Regions from separate parts of the Rattus norvegicus genome. Here region 1 is linked to region 2. Evidence: chromatin contacts called from public Hi-C data. All regions are on one chromosome and are shown on one strand. Each heading gives the region's core, a stretch centred on a gene start, on an enhancer-like site or on the middle of the called end of the contact. The rest is flanking DNA. Distances are from core to core; before and after follow the strand shown. Region 1 holds the start of Atp5pb (ATP synthase peripheral stalk-membrane subunit b). Region 2 holds the start of Ddx20 (DEAD-box helicase 20).

Region 1 (6,165 bases), core at 3,022-5,521, 270 kb before region 2:
GAGTATACTGGCCATGGACTTTGAGGTTTCAAAAGCCCACACCAAGCCCAGTCTTGCTATCCTTTTCCACATGCTTATGAATTACAATGTAAGCACTTAGCTACTGCTCCAGCTCTAGGCTCTGCCTACTGCCTCATGCCCTTTCATGACAGTCATAAACCCTGTGAAACTGTAAGCAAGCCCTCAAATGTTTTTCCTATAAGTAACCTGGATCAGTGTTATTTCACAGCAATAGATCAGGACAAAGACACCCATATAGTCAAAAGGCTGTGAAACGGAAACAGGAGCATAGGGATATGGACAGGGCGCAGATAATGAAACCTGACTGTGGTTTAGGGGTAAGGCGAGGCCAATCAAAAGAAACCAGATTGGCTATTATTATTATCCAGACACAGTTCAAATACCCCAAAGGGGAAAACAAAAGTTAACCGTAGGCAGGACTGAATACTTACCTCGGTATGAATTCAGCGACATCTGCTGAGCCAGGTCCCAAATTTTGATGCTACAATGCAAAAAATAGGAATATTGACTTGCAGTATCAACATTAAAATGTACTCAAACAACATGTCCCACATCTGTTTCCTAGACTCCTACTGTTTTATTTTCAATGCACTACCAAACTCCCTAGACTACAAACAGCCCAAAGCATTACGTAGTAAAATTAACAGGATAGTAAGGATATCCACAGGAAGCCTAGAGTTAGAAGCAATGAAAGCAGGACTCACCAGAAGTCTTTGCTACCACTGACAGCCTGTGTGCCGGAGCTCAGGACAGTGACAGTAGACACAATGTCATCATGCTCATACTTGCAGAACTTGCTGACAATAAGTGTCTCGTTCTCATCTAGCTCCCACAATTCAACAGCACCTGTTGGGGATAGGGTAGGGTGAGGTGTAGGCAGGGGAAGCAGGAGCCTGGGTCATACCAAGGAGGAATGCCTGCCCAGGACACAAGCAGGAATTGTCACCCAGCTAAAAGAAACTCGCTTGTGTAAAAGCAAAGTTCAAATCACTAAAGGGGTTAGCTAAGTTCCAGGCCATCTGGTTTTATGTTACCCTGCTGTTTTCTTAACAGGCCAGATGCCTGTGTGAGGAAAACCCCTAGAGATAGGGAAGTAGATGTATAAAATCAATGAGTCTGCTTCCAGAGAGCAGATACTGGGGAATGGTTCCCAGGGAGACAAAGATAAAGTCTTAAATAACAGTTCAGTGAAAATTTCTCTTTCCAGTTATGCAGACACTAGTATTTGATTGGACTGCTTGAATAAAATGCCTTGCAATATTTTCAAGATTTAGTTTATGTATATGATCACACCAGATCATATACTGACACACCAGAAGAGGGCATCAGATCCCATTACAAAAGGTTGTGACCCATCATGTAGTTACTGGGAACTGAACTCATGACCACTGGAAGAGCATCCAGTGTTCTTCACTGCTGAGCCATCTTTCTAGGCCCGCCTTGCAATATTCTAAGGTTCAACTGTCAGGAAGGCTCAAGCACTAACCATCTATTTTTCAATTTCCATGCTCTACTTAACAACTTAAGAATGAGTGTGAGACAGTGAGAATGGCTAAGATCAAAACCTCAGGTGACAGCATATGCTGGCGAGGATGTGGAGAAAGAGGAACACTCCTCCATTGTTGGTGGGATTGCAGACTGGTACAACCATTCTGGAAATCAGTCTGGAGGTTCCTCAGAAAATTGGACATTGAACTGCCTGAGGACCCAGCTATACCTCTCTTGGGCATATACCCAAAAGATGCCCCAACATATAAAAGACACGTGCTCCACTATGTTCATAGCAGCCTTATTTATAATAGCCAGAAGCTGGAAAGAACCCAGATGCCCTTCAACAGAGGAATGGATACAGAAAATGTGGTACATCTACACAATGGAATATTACTCAGCTATCAAAAACAACGGCTTTATGCAATTCATAGGCAAATGGTTGGAACTGGAAAATATCATCCTGAGTGAGGTAACCCAATCACAGAAAAACACACATGGTATGCACTCATTGATAAGTGGCTATTAGCCCAAATGCTTAAATTACCCTAGATGCACAGAACACGAAACTCCAGAAGGATGACCAAAATGCAAATGCTTCACTCCTTCTTTAAAAGGGGAACAAGAATACCCTTGGGAGGGAATAGGGAGGCAAAGTTTAGAACAGAGGCAGAAGGAACACCCATTCAGAGCCTGCCCCACATGTGGCCCATACATATACAGCTACCCAATTAGACAAGACGGATGAAGAAAAGGAGTGCAGGCCGACAGGAACCAGATGTAGATCTCTCCTGAGAGACACAACCAGAATACAGCAAATACAGAGGCGAATGCCAGCAGCAAACCACTGAACTAAGAACAGGACCCCTGTTGAAGGAATCAGAGAAAGGACTGGAAGAGCTTGAAGGGGCTGGAGACCCCATATGAACAACAATGCCAACCAACCAGAGCTTCTAGGGACTAAGCCACTACACAAAGACTATACATGGACTGACCCTGGACTCTAACCTCATAGGTAGCAATGAATAGCCTAGTAAGAGCACCAGTGGAAGGGGAAGCCCTTGGTCCTGCTAAGACTGGAGTTACAAATGGTTATTAGTGGAATGTGGATGCTGGGTGTCCAACTGTGTCCCTCTGGAAAAGCAGTCAACACTTATAACCACCGGGCCATGTGTCCAGACCCAGAATAAATCTTTCTATTGTCATCTTTGAGACAGGGTTTCCCTGTGTACCTTTGGCTGGCCTAGAAGTAGATATGTATAACACGCCAGCCTCCAACTCAGAGCTCTGCCTGCTTCTGCTGGGATTAAAGGCAGCACCTACACCCAGCTCCCACCAACTTATAAATTCTGATTTTCCTTAATATAATGCTAATTCTGAGAATTTCATACTTACATGCAATGTAGTTTGACTATATTCATCCTTAACTTGTCCAAGATTTACCCTCCATCTCCTCCCAACTTCAATTTTTTTTTCTTTTTAAAGCCAATGCCTACATTGCTCAGCCTGACACTAAGTGGAAGTAAGGACTGTCCAGTGATAGAGCAGTTGCCTAGCAGGATGGTTCAATTCACAGCACACACACAAAGCAGCAAAAGAAAATAGGTAGCCAGGCATGGTGAAACACGTCTTTAATCCTAGCACAGGAGAGGAAGATGTCTGCGAGTTCAAGGCCAGCCTGCTCTACTTAGTTTCTGGGACAGCCAGGACATGGTGAAGCCCTGCTTCTAAATAAGAAGAAAATAGATAGGTAGCACCGACTGTCTTCAGCAGCACCTCTTAAATCAACATTCTCTATGGTCTAGGTTGGCCAGGGGACCAGAGAAGATTGCAATCTATTTCCTAATTTTTTGTGTGTGAGTTGATTGGCCACCTAGCAGTTTAAAACCTTAGGGGTAAAACAATACCTTTTCCCACCCTAACCTGTACCCAACTCTTCAATTCCAGGGGAGAGAGGTGACTCACCTGAATCAGAAGCCACTAAGATACCTTTGTCCCCAACCCAAGTGAGGTCAGCTACTCCAGCCTCCGTCTGGACGCCAGCAGAGCAGAAACCTTCGTTGGGGGCCGCACTAGGATCCTTGAAAAACCACAGAGATCCTGCCCAGCAGCGACCACTCAGACTGGAAGCCCCGAGCAGAAGGGAACCATCTAGGGTGGGGAAAGCAAAGTTACAAGGTGTCAGATGGATGGCCTGGCTTGTTTCTATGGTAACCTCACAGAACCCGCGGCGGGATGAGTCTGGATCTGAGATCAGATTTGTGGAACAGAGCTGGGGCACCGCCGGGATGCCAAATATGGATCGGGAGGGCACAAGGCGCTAGGAGGACTTGGGAGGGTCAGAAGCGGGAGAGGGTACCCGTCACTGGGTAAAGGGGGACTTCCAGGCCCGGGATCTCGGCTCACCAGAGCGGTACCGTGCAGCTTCCAACTGCCGTTCCATGCAGGCGGGCGCATTGGGGGGCAGGTTCCACTCGCGGGCCGCCGGGGGCACGAGCGGAGGTGGGCTTTCCTTCCGCATCTCCACGATTCCAAATCTAACCTAGACCCAAACTAGACGAGATCCTGACTGCGCTGGAGGAACACCACACGTGGTGCACCTCTGCGCATCCGCCCCTCTCCAGGGATTCGCTCTACATCTCGCGAGAGTTGTGTCTACACTTCCAGCTCGCTTTTCCGTCTGCTATACCCGCAACGGGATCTTCGGACTTTTTTTTTTTTTTTCCCGCCCCTTTTCCTCTTCTCGCGATAGGGGGAGGGGGAAAAAAATCAGCACTTCCGAGAGAAAGTGTGCAGATCTCTTCTCGCGAGATATGTGAGCGGCCATCTTGTTCCTGCCCCTGAGTGTCTCGGGTCGGGGTCACAGGGACATCGGTACCGCTGTCTGGATCTTCGCAGACAATGCTGTCCCGGGTGGTACTTTCTGCCGCCGCCACAGCGGGTAAGAGATGTAAACCCGAAGCTGGCATATCAGGATGACTGGGAAGAAGCTAGGTCAGGAGGGCGGAAAGTGCGTAAAGAAAGGACTGCAGTGTTTGGGCCTGATCCGAAGAGTTCCCTGACAGTGTAGGATTTCGGAGGACCTCTGAGAAGGATGCAGGGGCCGTAGTGATCGCGACTCACCGAGACCGAGGAAGGTAGAAAATGGATTTCTCCTTGACTTTGCTAACCTACGTCTTGTGTGTTTGCAGCCCCGTGTCTGAAGAACGCGGCCGTCCTGGGTCCAGGGTAAGTGTCACCACATTTTATTCTCTTAACATTTCTTACCGTTAAGCCAGAAATTACTGTTTTCCTTCACTTTAGCAAGCTTACATCCCCATTCAGACATTCGTTCTTCTACTTGCCTTGAACGTGATCCTATCCCTCCTCTGACAAACCCCGAAGAGGCTAAATCTCACCCCTCACCATGACCTTCAGCAGCACACAAGTTACTAGATTACACCCAAGGACAGATCTGGTTAAATATAGCAAAATAAAACATGTTGTTTTGGGTGTCTTCCAGATTCCCATCTTTTATTAACCATATCAGGAGTCCGAAATCATTTATTGCTTCGTAAATACTTGTCTTGATAATCACATAAAGTGACAGTGGAGAACGAACACCTTCGTGGAGCTCACAACAACCATAGTCCTAGAGACAGCTGCAAAGTAGCAGTTTACAGGCCCCAGAGGTAGAGCTGAGGACACCTGGTTCCCCAACTTAGCTGTGACACCTCACTTAGAGGCATATGGGTTATGAGATATGACTTAATTCAGAAAGCTAAAGTTCAGATAACTTGGTAGTGTGTGTGTGCGCGCGCGTGTGTGTGCCTGCTTAGAAATGGTGCTGTTGCTGTTACACCTCTTTTCCTAAAGCATGCAGGGTGTGTGCGTTTCTTTACTCCTAAATGTCATCATGAAGTCTTCAAGGTTTAATAACTACAAAGTGCTTTGTGTGTGCAAAAAAGTAAGGCCATAATTGATCGCTTTCAACAAATCATAGAAAAATGACTCCATACAGTGCACCTCTTTGAGTGATTCTCAGCACTGCCAAAACAAAAATGGTGATACATTAAGTGAATTAGATGAAGAAAATGCAAGGAGGAGCACCCTTCATTTCTGTCACCCTCCATTCTCTGATCTGTCAGTAAGATTCTGCTCCCATGATGATGCTTTGACTCTTGACTACTACCCTCACTGTGGCATGAGCAGCTTTGAAATGGACAGTTTCATTAGGCTTTTAGTCTTGACATCTGTTCTCATTCCAATACAGTCCATTCCCAATGTAGCAGAGAGTTATGGCAGTTCCCCACTTAAAGTCTTAATTCATATCCCTGTTGAAATAAAATCTAAACGTAGCAAAACCAAGAAAACTCAACCTAAATTAACCTCATCTACTCTTGGGTCTTTCTCATCCTTCCACATGGCTTTATGTACCTATCATGCCAGTCCTGCTATTTCCACAAAGAAAGTTAAGCTTTTTTTTTTTTTAATAATTTTATTTTTATTTACGTGCGTGTGTGTGTGCGTGCGCGTGTGATGGCAGAGGCAGAAAAAAAAGGTATTAGATCTGGAACTAGAGTTAGAGGTGGTTGTAAGCAACCCAGCATAGGTTCTGGGAACCAAATTCTGGTCCTGTGGAAGAACAGTAAGCACTCTTGACCATCTTTGAGCCCT
Region 2 (6,684 bases), core at 429-2,928:
GCCAACATCATGGGTTTAACTCTTAGGAAAAAGAAAGAGGAAAGAAGTCATTTCCATGGCTCTGAGGTTTGTGGTCTGGACAGAAAAGATTCTGGATAGGGAGGCCAATCTAGAAGGGTTTTGCAATAGTTAGGATGACCAAAAGACCAAGGTAGATACTATGGAGATTGAAAAGGAGTGGATGAAACATTTGGAGACAAAAGAGGGTGAGGGCAAAGCAAAAAGGATTTCTCAGATTTGTCATTTGTGGATTAGGTGTGTGACAGATGTGGGTAACTAAGAGGAACCTTGAGATCTTTAGTTCTTCATGCGGATAGAGGATGCTTGCTTAGTGCTTTGTTAATTTCTAAGCATCAGCATCTGTCTTAATGTTTCCATTGCTGTAAACAGACACCATAACCAAGGCAACTTTTTAAAGGACATTTACTGGGGTTGGTTTACAGGTTCTGAGGCTCAGTCCATCATCATCAATGAGAAAAGTAATAGATATGCTTAAATTTGGAAGCCTAACTAAAGCTTTGTTCTAAGAGTTCTTTCAAAAAACAGTATTGTTTAGTAACGTGTCAGATTATGTTTCTCGTACCAGACAGAAGAGAACAAATCAGAACAGCTTTCTGTCCTCGTGGAAAGTGGGGGAGACAATAAACATAGGTAGTTATCATGAAGAAACTGACAGGTATGGTGGCACACACCTGTCATCTCAGTATTTGAAAAGTTGAGCCAGGAGGATTTCCAATGTGAGGCCAGCCTGAGCGGGCATAGGGAGACTCTGATTTAGAAAACAAACCCACCAACTATGCTAACCAAACCAAATAATCAAACATGGGGTTAGTGGTGGGAATAATGGGAAAGGCCAAGAAGCAGTCAGGATGGAAGCGACTTAAGATTTCAAGAAAGGCCTCTGTGACAGGGTAGGACATGAACGGGTCTAGAGGAAGGGTAAATGGTGTGCTAGTTGCCCACCCGAGAACGGAAGAAGGGCACACAAAAGATCCGTTGAACCCGAGACGTCTATTAGCCTAGGGTTTCGAGCGAGCGATCAAGCAGACCCTAGGGGTTGGCATCCAGTTCAGGCTTCCACTTAAATACTAGGCGACTCCGGTCACGCGCTCCGCACTGTGCTAAGCGCCGGGGGCACCTACATGACAGGGCTGTGCTGGCGTGGTAAAAGCCGTCGTTTCCGGGCGCTGTCTGAGACCACAGAGACCATGAGAAAGGTTATGGAGAGCGAAGACGGCCTGGCTTACAGTCGAGCTCGACCCAGGGAGCCGACTCCAGCCCGGGCGGCGACCGACTCGCGAGCTGCGTCACAAAGCACCTAGTGGACGCTCGATTCTGGAGCAGCGCGGCGCGGCCTGTCCCTCAGAGCCGCAGGAGGTGGGCGGCGCGCCCACCAAGGGCACGCGACGCGCCCACCAAGGGCACGCGACGCCCTCTGCAGGCCGCGGGCGGCAACACACTGGTAGCCTAATCTTCCCTCGCTCTTCCCGCTTCTTCCTCAGGCTACATTTTTTTTTTCTCCCGCTAGAGTATCAGCCTCCGACTTCCGTTCTTCCCCTCCACTTCCAGGTGTGTCCGTGTCTTCTCGGGGAAACAGCCAATAAAGTTTTTCTCCTTCTCGCTCCCAGGGGCCCCGCCTCAACTGTAAATATCGCGAGATCTGGAGGCGCGGCTACCATGGCGGCGGCGTTTGAAGCTCTACCGGCCTCGACAACCTCCGAATCCGCTATGGCGGCGGAGCTTGAGGCCGCACCGGTTCCGGCTGCGGAGCCAACTCCCGCCTCCCCGTGGAACCTGCGGACCGCTCACGACATCGGCGGGCCGCGCACACGTACCGGGGACGTGGTGCTGGCGGAGCCTGCGGACTTCGAGTCGTTGCTGCTGTCGCGGCCCGTGCTGGAGGGGCTGCGGGCGGCCGGCTTCGAGAGGCCCTCTCCCGTGCAGCTCAAGGCCATCCCGCTGGGGCGCTGCGGGCTTGGTGAGGACCAGGGCCAGCCGGAGGCAGGGTGGCGGCGTGGCCCCAGAGAGCTCCCGGTCCGCGCCATTGCAGGGCTCAGGCCAGGCTGTAGGCGCGCAATTGAATTTGAAGATGCTTAAGACTTTCTGTTTCTAGCCTGGAGTCCAAGTTGGAGAAGATCAGCGGTAGAGATTCAGGGGGCAAGGGGTTAGGAGAAATAGCTCGGTGGTTAAGAGATTGAGGTATCAAGCACGCCTCCTGCACGTCTGAGAGTCAACTAAAATACAGGTGGCAACTAGGTGCTCATAGGAAAGAACCTGTTCGTTCTCTTTTCCCGTATTTGGTATCTGGTATCTGGTGGCTTCAGTGAATCTCGGTAATGATACATATATAATTCTTTTCTTCCTCAGATTTAATTGTTCAAGCTAAATCTGGCACTGGAAAAACTTGTGTATTCTCCACCATTGCTCTGGACTCCCTTATTCTTGAAAACTATAGTACTCAGGTGAGTTTAACTCAGGATCCAGAAGAGTGTGTGTAGCACGTGGACTCTATTGAGAGTTATGAAAAACTAGTAGCTCCTACAGATGGTGAGTTTTATTATGAACGGGAACCAAAGCACATGAAAGTTACAGAAGTAATCGAGGTGGTAACCTTGGTGAGTTGTGGCCAAGAATATCATTATTAGTATTTTAAACTTGTAATTTTCTGTAATAAGTACATCTTGACTATTTGTCAATTGGAATCATTACATAATTAAAAATTCTGTTACTGACTGGATTGGGGTTAGACATAGAAGGTAGAAGTTCTGGATTATATGCTATGCTAGGGCAGAAATTTCAGATGATTCTCAAAGCCTTGCGAGTGTGTTGTATTGATCTCTCATTTTCTAGGTTGCCTCTGATGGTTTTAGGATTATTTTACTCAAATTAGTAGATTTGGGTTGGGGGGGTTGTTCATTAAAAAGCTTTGTTCGGCCAGTGTTACATATGAATGGTATCCTAGGCACTAGGGGTTAAGCAGCGAATTAGATGTGATCCTAACACTGTCTGGAGTGTTGTAGTGATGGCTGACTTCATTTAAGTTCAAGAGTGGCTTTTATGATTATGGATCTTCAATAATAGTTCCTTTAAACCCAGGATTCTTGTATTTGTTGTCTAGTATCTGAGTTCTATATACACCAAATCCTGAGGGATACTGAGTATACTTTTTAAGGACATTGGCTAGTCTGTTTGCAAATTAGAGTGTGTTTGCAAGTTTTGGCTTTGTGGTAGTTGGCAGCAGATGAAATTCCAAAGTTGAGTAAATTTCATGTTTTTAATTAGGGTCTTTATATTGTTAAAATAATGAGTGGCTCTGTGTGTGTGTGTGTGTGTGTGTGTGTGTGTAACAAAGTAATAGTACATAATATTTTATAATTGGGAAAAATCAGAATTAAGAAAAAGAGAATAAAGTACCAAAACCCCAAATCTATCATGTATACCTAGAGTTAAGGGACTTTTTAAAAAGTCTTATTCCTATTTTTTCCTTTTAAGCAGTATGTTATTTCCAATAGTTACCTTGCAGAAGTACACAGGCCTTCCTGCTGTTCTTCATGTGTATCTTACTACCTTTGAGTTTGCTTTTTCTCTCCTGAAGCATTAGTGTGTTCCATAACTAGCTCTATGCTGGATATTGAGGTTTCTTCTCAAATGTTATTTCCTTATGGGGCTCTTAAAACCTTTTTGTTTGAGGCAGGCTTGTCCTAGCTGGTCTGAAATCTGGAACATAGACCGGTTTTCAACTTGAGGCAGTCCTATTTCTGCTTCCAAGTAGTAGAATCACCTGTGCATACCAACACTCCTATATATATATTTATTTGTTTGTTTTGTTTTGTTTTTGAGGCAGGTTTCTCTGTATAATAGCTCTGGCTGCCCTGGAACCTACCTTTGTAGTTCAGCCTGGCCTGGGACTCAGAGATCCAAAGTGCCTCTGCTTCTCAGGTCCTGGGATTAAAGGCATGTACCACCACCCTTAATAGTTGTTAACTGAATAAATACATGGGATATTTTCTTTTGTCTTAAAATGAAAAGTAGAACATCACAATGATTGCATCACTCAAATGTATTCCTCTGACTTGTTAAAATATTGTTTTCTGATTAGATTTTGATATTGGCTCCCACAAGAGAAATTGCTGTTCAGATACATTCTGTTATCACAGCCATTGGAATAAAAATGGAAGGATTAGAATGTCATGTCTTTATTGGAGGGACTCCATTATCGCAAGATAAAACCAGACTTAAAAAGTGTCATATTGCTGTTGGCTCTCCTGGTAAGTCATTAATAGCTGTTGGTAGCTAATGCTCTTGAAGGATAGAACAGTGAACATGGCAATAGCAAATGGGCGTCTTTGGTGATGGGAATCATTACCTTCAGCATAATGGGGAGCATTAGACCAGTGAGACACATGGCTGGGTTATCAACAGGACCTACTCATCTCTATTCAAAAGAGTGTGGGAGAAGACACATGGGTAGGCTTCTGAGACCTGAAGTGACTTTAGGAAGCCTGTTTAAGCCATGGATTGAAGTTTCTTTTGTTATTCCCTCTGGTAATCTGCTCATAAACCACTCAGAATCAGAATCTAGGATCCAAGCATTTTGATAGCAGTCATGTTTATTTTCCATGTTTGTTGTGATGACAAGTGAGGGGAAAAGAATGGGTTCAAACAAGATGAGAATTTAAGATTACTAAGATCATGAGGGGTATGTGACTACACTGAGGATACTGAGCAGTGTAACCTGTGGATAAATAGAGTAAAGCACTCCTGAGGTTTGTACAGACTTGATATGTCATAAATATTTCAGGTTTTGTTGTTTTCCTGCCATATAGGTAGAATTAAACAGCTCATAGAACTTGACTACCTGAATCCAGGCAGTATCCGTCTCTTTATTCTTGATGAAGCAGATAAGCTTTTAGAAGAAGGCAGTTTCCAGGAGCAAATAAAGTAAGAAAACTAACCTGAATACAAAAACGCTGTACCGAAGCATCTGTCTTTAGCTTTTCCAGGGAGTGTTTGCTGTCTGCATAATTTTCACGGTATGTGTTTTCCTATATTTTAACAGTTGGATTTACTCCTCTTTGCCTGCCAGTAAACAAATGTTGGCAGTGTCTGCTACTTACCCTGAAATTTTGGCTAATGCTTTGACAAGGTATATGAGAGATCCCACTTTTGTAAGATTGAATCCCAGTGATCCAAGTCTGATAGGTATGTATAGATTCTACATTATCAGTTTGTGATGTTCTAGAGCTTTCCCTTGTCTAATTGGCTAGTTGTTACTGGAATTTACCAGATGTATTTGTTTTAACTGGGACTCTTGACTTCTTTGTAGGTTTGAAGCAGTACTACCAAGTTGTCAACTCTTACCCTTTGGCTCATAAGATTTTTGAGGAAAAGACTCAGCACTTACAGGAACTTTTTAGTAAAATCCCATTTAATCAAGCCTTGGTGTTTTCTAATTTGCATAGCAGGTAATATAACTTAGTTTAGGGAACTTAAAAAAACTAAAGAATAGGCATGGGGCAGTAGTTGAAAGTTGTAAACCTTTTTCTTTTTTTTTTGTAGAGCTCAACACTTGGCTGATATCCTCTCTTCTAAAGGTTTTCCTACTGAATGCATTTCAGGCAAGTTCAGCGCTTTGTTTTTGTTTAATATATTACCTTGAAGCCTTCCATGTCAAGAGAGAAAAAACATGAGTGTGTGAAGTCAGTCTACTATTTTCTTTGTGTGTGCGTGTTTGTGTGTGTGTTTTGTTTTGAAGGAGTAACTTGGTGTATAGTAACAACTTAGAAAAATCAGGGATCTGAAAAAATTTTAATTAAAGTCTCTGAATTATATTTGCAAAGAACTTAATACTATAAAATAAACCTCATTGTCTTGAGATATATTTTGTTTCTTCAATATAATCAAATCATTATTAAAATGCTAAAAATTAAACATGGTATATGGTGTTGCATGTGCTCAAGAAGCAGAGGCAGGAAGGTCATGGGCGTAAGGCCATATTTGCCTGTTATGTTTTTGGTCAGTATAGACTGCATAGAAAGTAAACATGGCAAGACTAGCTGGGTTTTGATCCATCTTCTCCCCTCACCATCACACTTGGTCTTTTATATGTAAGTGCTCTTCTGCTGAGCTGTACCTCTGCCGTGATTTGACTTAATGGTCTGTGGAAGGTAGAAGTAACTCACTTCACCCACAGGGTTTATTAATTGCTGGATTAATAGAAAAGATTTAAAGAGTTTTTGGTCAGTGAGATCCTTTCAGTTTTATATGTTGTAGTGTAATTTTTAACTTGTTAGCTGGAGCATGCTCAGTATGTTAGACTATTTTTTAGTGAGCTGATAGCTTACTTAACTCTGGGTCACATTTCAAAACTAGATTTGTGGGATGTAAAGAGGAATCAGTGTTAAAAGCCCTCTGTGCCATCCTGTGCACAGAATTTGGATCTCAACACCCACATGACAAGCCAGGTAGTATTCTTACTCCTGGGGATCTGATGCCCTCTCCTGGCCTCTGCGTGCATAGGCACATGCAGCTGCATACAGTCAGACACAGAGACACAAGCACACACAAACTCACAGATCTTAAAACCAAGATTTGTAAATAGTTGGGAAGAATATTTTTCCCCTAAGTATTTGTTAGACTTTGTAATGTTACCATTTAAAATTGATTTTTGATTTTCAAATTGAT

Evidence for each region. A called contact is a pair of places that touch in the nucleus more often than the background predicts.
Region 1: a Hi-C map of liver shows a contact between it and region 2, with 2.9 times the contacts expected there. The contact joins the promoter of Atp5pb here to the promoter of Ddx20 in region 2. A contact is called at or near these places in 3 of 12 Hi-C or Micro-C datasets (kidney, liver and mammary epithelial cells).

What each region holds. Positions count from the first base shown.
Region 1 is chr2:196,121,843-196,128,007 of GRCr8, reverse strand. It overlaps Atp5pb (ATP synthase peripheral stalk-membrane subunit b), which reads left to right and starts at 4,271. Exons shown (of 7, transcript NM_134365.2): 1 at 4,271-4,450; 2 at 4,701-4,737. The coding sequence starts at 4,411. It overlaps Wdr77 (WD repeat domain 77), which reads right to left and starts at 4,126. Exons shown (of 10, transcript NM_001008771.3): 1 at 3,916-4,126; 2 at 3,475-3,660; 3 at 726-867; 4 at 453-502. The coding sequence starts at 4,030.
Region 2 is chr2:195,850,090-195,856,773 of GRCr8, reverse strand. It overlaps Ddx20 (DEAD-box helicase 20), which reads left to right and starts at 1,678. Exons shown (of 11, transcript NM_001191711.1): 1 at 1,678-1,978; 2 at 2,368-2,462; 3 at 4,100-4,268; 4 at 4,827-4,941; 5 at 5,060-5,202; 6 at 5,327-5,465; 7 at 5,560-5,618. The coding sequence starts at 1,678.